Linked DNA regions of Gossypium hirsutum: region 2 is linked to region 1. Evidence: chromatin contacts called from public Hi-C data. All regions are on one chromosome and are shown on one strand. Each heading gives the region's core, a stretch centred on a gene start, on an enhancer-like site or on the middle of the called end of the contact. The rest is flanking DNA. Distances are from core to core; before and after follow the strand shown.

Region 1 (3,304 bases), core at 64-2,563:
GTCATTTTTCCTACTGCTGCTTCAAGGTGCACTGAAATTTAAAACTTCGTTTAGCAGTTGAAATTCCATTCTCACCCTTTCCTTTTCTCTCTTTTTTATGATTACTCTTTTCTTTATTTGATAATAAATAAAATAATTTCATACCTTTAATTAATTAATTAATTAAATGAATAAATAGAAAATTATAAACATGAAAATTTAGGGGAACTTTAAGAGAAAAATAAATATTTTTCTTGACATACATACATGGATTGTTAACTTATTTATTCATTTTTCGATAAAAATATTGTCTTCAAAGTTCAAACTTGCATTTTCTTATGGGAGTACAATGCGCTTTACCATTGCACTCAACACTTATTGGTCACATATTTAATAAATTTATAAACGAGTTCTTTACCACTACACCAATAATAATTATTGATAAAATTATACCATTAACTTTTAATATTGTGAAGTTTAAATTTGACACAATAAGTTATTTAAAATTATTATAAAATTAAAATATTTTATGAATATAGAAAATATGATACTTCGTTATTTAAATAAATCATAAATAATTATATCAATAATAAAAAAGAAAAGAAAAATATTATATATAACATTATTTTATTGATGAAATTATAATCTAATATATATTTTTAATAATTTCATAAATATTAGATAATCCAAAATGTTCATTGTAAATAAATTTTAATTTAATGTCCTTAATGGTCATTTTTTATTCTCATCTCATTGTTGCCATTGCGATTGAATCTTAATTATAATCTCACTTTTATAATATTCAATCTCACCATTTATAATAATTAATTTCATTATCATCATTATTTTTTAATTTCATCAAAGTTTATCTTACCGTAATCAATTTAAAGAGTGTATAATAATGAAATGGTAACGAAATGAACTATTTCCTACAAGGCTATGATCGAAGTGATACGCATTTTGTATATCATTTTGAAGATATCGCAGGGGATATGGCTAGCACGTGCACCCATGGTGCAGCCGGAAAAGGACAGAAGTTAATGATAGTGATGCCTAATGGAAATGCCTTGCAGTAGAAACACGAAGGCGCATAAGTCCGTAAACTCATATTCCAGATTTTCAATTGGTGTCCCTCTCAATTTTTCAACCACCGTCCAAATTTCAATTAGAGATGAAAGAAACGATATCCCTACACTCAACCACCACATTTACTTAATCTTTTATGACCACTTGAAGGCTTGTATTGGACCACTCACATGCAACTATATCTTATAACACACTAAAAACTTCCAATTTTGTGAGCATCCCATGGCATAAGCCAACCACCAGCGCCATGGACTGGTATTCCTGGTTATCTAAAGCCTCCCTTGACCCGTCACTTGTCTATAAGTATGGCCTTGCCTTTTCTGGGAATGAGCTCCAAAAGGAGGACTTATCATACTTCAACCATGAGTTTCTTCAGAGTATGGGTATTTCAGTTGCCAAGCATAGGCTGGAGATTCTCAAGCTTGCTAGGAAGGAAGTTAGAGAAGCCCCTAATAGCCTGTCCAAGCTCATTTTGTCAATCAACAAAACCAGAAAGTGCTTCAATAAGTATGTCAACAAGTTGGTTCACCATGAGAATAATGCGACGAAGCCACTGCCGGAGCCGGTTTCTTATAGCGATAAGTGGAGAGAAGCATTGTCAAGGAGGTGCAAGAGTGATCACAAGGAGCTGAAGATAGAGCATCCAATGGTAAGAACCAGGGAAATAGCAAAATCTGGTCCCTTGGATTATAGAGGACCAGAGAAATTGCTGGTCCCTCCTAGGAGCTTAAAATTTTCCGGGCCCCTAGATCGGAAATTGCAGGAGAAGTTGGTGTTCAGTTATAGGAGCCCAATAACATCTGGTCCAGTTGATGTTGCAATGACACATAGGAGACCAAAAGTTCATGGTGACATCAACAAGGAAAAGGCAGGTGGGGACTTAAACCATAATACATTATGGGCAACACTGTTTGAGGACATGAAACCTACATGAATTTACTGTCTATCTTTCCTAGTTTTGGTGTTGGAAAGGTGAGAAATGGTCATACAGAAAAAAAAAATCCTATCTAATCACTGGGACAGTAAGCCTTATTTGTCTGGTAAAAGTTCCTATTAATATGTCCACGTGAGGAAGCTAATATAAGGTTAGGATGCCTCAATAATTTGCATATTCTAGTAGTGTTGGGCAGTTTTCCTACCATCATATGCATGTCAAATCTTTTTGAGTCCATATAATTTAAATTTTCAAGTATTATCTATACTTTTTAAGATTTATGGTTTAATATTTCAAATAGGCAACTTTCAGTCTCTATTGGGTTGTAATGAAAAAAAAAATGAGGAAAAAGAATCAATAGACTGTGTGCTGCGAGCTTACCATGTACTTTTTGCCTTGTTGGGTGTATGCATATTTGTGTCGAATGAATAAGACAAAGTCGAAGAGAAAAGACAATTTATGTCTCAACTGGACATGGCTCCATAATCACCCCATATATATTGACAACATGCAAAATCATTAATTAACAATAATTAAGAACACTCAAGGACTGTAAAGTTTAGAGAGCTTGGATGTGTGTGTTGAGCTAAGAGACAGTCATCCAAACATGAACTGCACTTACTAGGGTTTGTGAACCACCTACTTAAAATAAAATACAATCTCAGTGATTTGAAAACTGGGCTCTTAGGTCGAATGATGCTTGCAAGTGCCCACAACCCCACACCACTGAAATCAGCAAGAACCAAGAAAGTGGGCCTAAAGCATAAAGGATAGAAAATTCTACTTACTATATTTAAGAAACTTAATTGCATAATAACACCCGAACTATATAAAAAAGTTTAATATAGTACGCAAACTTTTTATTAAAAAACATGTGCAATGAAAGTGCACTTTCACTATTTCACAATATTGCAGAGTACATAACAGTATTCTTGCATCAACGTCAAATACAATATGAGCTTTAGAATTTTAATTATATCATAACTACTGTCGATATATAAATAACCATCAATTTTATTTTAAAAACTTTAATTGTAACCACGTTTTATTTAACAATGAATTCAATTTAGTGTTATTGAGCTAGATTTTAAATGCAATAGAAGGCCCATTAAAGCATATATGATTGAAAATCTAACAGGCATGAGAGTACCCCTAAAAATTTACTTAAAAAAGTCTATTTCTAAGCATATTTACAAAAATGGGTCGATTACAGCATTATTTATCAAAAAGGGCCGGTTTTGGCAAAATGCGTCCACATAGGAGTATTTTAGGGAGAAATTTCCAAGAAAACACATCCCTGGAAGA
Region 2 (3,521 bases), core at 889-3,388, 270 kb before region 1:
AAGTACTTGAATGTAGCAACTAACAAGCTGAAAGGTTCCATAAATATTGGAGGTAGCTTTTCTTTTTTTTTTTTTTCGTTCAATCAAATTAAATTATTGATGAGTTATCAAATTTGGGTCTATGAAACTCTCCAAAGAACTAGAAGGTTTGCAGAATTTAGAGGAATTGGATTTCAGCTATAATGAGTTGCACGATTTCGTGGCTTCTAAAGGTATCAAATATTAGTATATGGTAGGGATATTAAAATGGTCGATTTGATTAATACTTGAACCGAATTGCTATTAATAGAATTATCCGAGATGTAAAAAATTTTAACTGTTAATCGAACTGGAATTTTTTTCAAATAAATTAACCGAACTGAAATATTTCGGTTAATCGAATTAACTGAAATTTATATGTTTTTGCTTTTTAGTTAAAATCAATATAAAAAATATATTGCTAATGTTTATTTTATTTTGTTTAATAGTTCAAAAAACTTGGAAGAAAATAACAAATAAGATATTAGAAACACTACAAAAGTATTAAAAGTTAACAACCACATACATAAGTCTTGAAAACAACAAATGTTTCGGTTAATTGGTTTATTCGGTTAATTATTTAGTTTTAAACTGAATAAATCGATAATTGAAATTCTAAAAAATCAACAACTGATATTCAACCGAACTAAATTCGACTACCGACCGATTAACCAAATTAAATCATTCAATCGGCTAATTTAGTTTTAACAAAATTGTGAACACCTTACTCTAACGTATTATTTCATTAATTTACATGTACAAGGTTATCCAAAACATTTGATTAAGTAGTTGTATTTGCTTGCTAATGCAGAAAGTTTGAGAAAGTTAAAGGTTGCTTATTTGGAAGGGGTTTTTCACAATGAAACTACATCGCTATTACAAGTGGTGGAGGCTTTCTCATCAGCTAAGACCCTGTTTTTGAACAACAATTACTTAACCAAGATTACTTCCTCTCAAGGTGAGTGAGGGTTTGATCATATGGCTACTGTTTAATTATATCCAATCATATAATATAATATTTTCTCTTATAAATTTTCCCTATTTTGCACAGAGTTGAATTTATCCTGCAATGTAGAAGAAATATCCATGGTCGATTCTCATCTCGCCCATAATATTCTTCAAAGCATTGGACAATTGACTTCTCTTAAAAGCTTGATTTTGTCAAACGGTTCACTGACCGGCCCCTTACCTCCTAAAGGTATAAATTAATTACGGTAAACTACACCATCAGTAACTAAATTATGAACAAGTTTTCGTTTTAGCTACTTAACTAACAAAAGGTACAATTTTGTTACTGAATTATTCAAAAGTTTTTATTAAGTCATTAGAATGTTAAAATCAATGTTATATGACTTTCTCTATTCGCACTGCATGCACTGATAAAAAAAATTCTCTTTTCCCTTCTCTTTTCTAGTTTAGTTTGTTCTTCTTTCTTATGAAATAATTTTAGATGTTACAAATTTGTAAACCAAAATTTAAACATTTTTTTCTCCGATCTTCAGCACTGATTGTCAAATCGGCTTGGATCTAAGGTATGTTCTTCTACTCGTCGATGGGTACTGATCCACCTATCGATCATCAAATCTTCGATTAGAGCTCGCTAGTGGGACTTTTTTTTCTAGAAAAACTTAACCACCCAGTGACTTAAATAATTTTTTTTAAATAATTCAGTGACTTAAATGAAAACTTTCAAATAGTTAAGTGACCAAAATAAAAATTTACCATTAATTTAGTGACTAATGGTATAATTTATCCAATGATTAATTAACATGTCAATATCTGATGCATTCATACACATCATCTAAAACTTTTAAAAGTAAATCTAATTACCATTCATTTCTGTATTTCATTCATAAAATTTTACAGGTTGCTGTGGTTTATGGAAGCTGGAAGAGTTAGATCTTAGTGGAAATGATCAATTCCTTCATGTTTCTATAACTTGACTTCTCTTGGTCTACTGGATATTTCAAGCAATCCTATTGAAGTTGCATCATCTTTCAAATAATTTGCAAACAACTCAAACCTGAAAGCCCTATTGATCGATCAAAACATTTTAGTGAGTGATCCTAGCTTTGAGCCTCAGACCCTAAACCCAGAGTTTCAACTAAAACTCTTGAGTATGTCAAACTGTAGAGCAAAGGGTCTTCCCAACTTCCTCCATTACCGAACTGGCTTGAGGTATCTTGACCTTTCACATAACAACTTGGGTGGACAAAATCCATCTTGGTTATTGCAGAACAATACAAGGTTACAACAGTTTCTCATGGAAGGTAATTCCTTCAAGGGTCATCTACAGTTACCAAAACATGTTAATGTTAACATGTTTCAAGTTGATATATCTGGGAATAAAATGCGAGGCCAAATTCCAATGAACATAGGCTCCATGTTTCCGCATCTACAGATCTTAAACTTGTCTAGGAATGTCTTTGAAGGTAATGTTCCTCCATGCCTAGGTGGTTTGAAGTCTTTATCTTCATTAGATCAATCATAGAATAATTTTTCTGGAGGAATACTGGAAGAATTAGCTAAGAGTGGCTCATTGTTGACTCTCAGACTTTCAAGTAATAACTTGAGTGGGAAAATACCACCTACAATGTTTACCTTAGATAAACTGCGACAGTTATATTTGGATGGCAATAACTTTGATGGAGAGATGCCACTGATAGATATCTCAACCCTTAGTTTTCCTGCTCTTAGTGATATAGATTTAAGTGATAACCATTTGTCTGTTGAGCTCCCAAAATGGATATGGAATGTGCCTAACTTTGAGGCATTGGATTTTTCCAACAATAATTTTTATGGTCACTTTCCTCTTGAATTCTGCAATTTGGGTTTGCTTAGATTTTTAGACCTTTCTCAGAACAATTTTTCTGGTTCTGTTCCATCGTGCATCAGTTCACTAGCCATAGAGCATCTTCACCTGAGCAGAAATAGACTAAGTGGTCCGCTGCCGCTTGCGCTTTACATCTCTTCGTTGGTGGCATTAGATCTTGGCCAAAACAACTTGACTGGGAAAATTCCATATTGGGTTGCCAATCTTTCGGCTTTGAGAATCCTTGTTTTGAGAGAAAATCACTTCAAGGGCGAAATTCCTAGTCAGATTTGCCAATTGAACTTGTTAAGTATCGTAGATCTTTCTCAAAACAAGCTTTCTGGTCATATTCCTTCCTGTTTGAGTACTTTAACTCTAATGCCAACAGACAAGTCTTTTCGGACTGCAAGCACTTCATATCTTCTTGATGCATCACAGGACTCTCAGTTTGTATTTCCAGGTTCAAGTTATCGATATCCCGGTAGCTATGTGGAGGAACAAGTATTGTTTACGACAAAGAAAGGATCGTACTCATATTCAGGCAACCTTCTTGAGTATATGTCTGGAATTGATTTATCTTGCAACATGCTAACAGGTCCAATTCCACCAGAACTAGGAAACATGAGTGAGCTCCATTCACTAAACTTGTCCCACAACAATTTGATTGGATTTATACCCTCATGGTTCTCAA

What was found. A called contact is a pair of places that touch in the nucleus more often than the background predicts.
Region 2: a Hi-C map of leaf shows a contact between it and region 1, with 2.9 times the contacts expected there. The contact joins the promoter of LOC107963250 here to the promoter of LOC107963247 in region 1. A contact is called at or near these places in 7 of 34 Hi-C or Micro-C datasets (all in leaf).

The regions. Positions count from the first base shown.
Region 1 is chrA06:9,050,255-9,053,558 of Gossypium_hirsutum_v2.1, reverse strand. It overlaps LOC107963247, which reads left to right and starts at 1,313. Exons shown (of 1, transcript XM_016899812.1): 1 at 1,313-1,999. The coding sequence starts at 1,313. The coding sequence ends at 1,999.
Region 2 is chrA06:9,321,932-9,325,452 of Gossypium_hirsutum_v2.1, reverse strand. LOC107963250 (receptor-like protein 15) reads left to right here and starts at 2,138. Exons shown (of 3, transcript XM_016899814.1): 1 at 2,138-2,450; 2 at 2,526-3,521. The coding sequence starts at 2,138.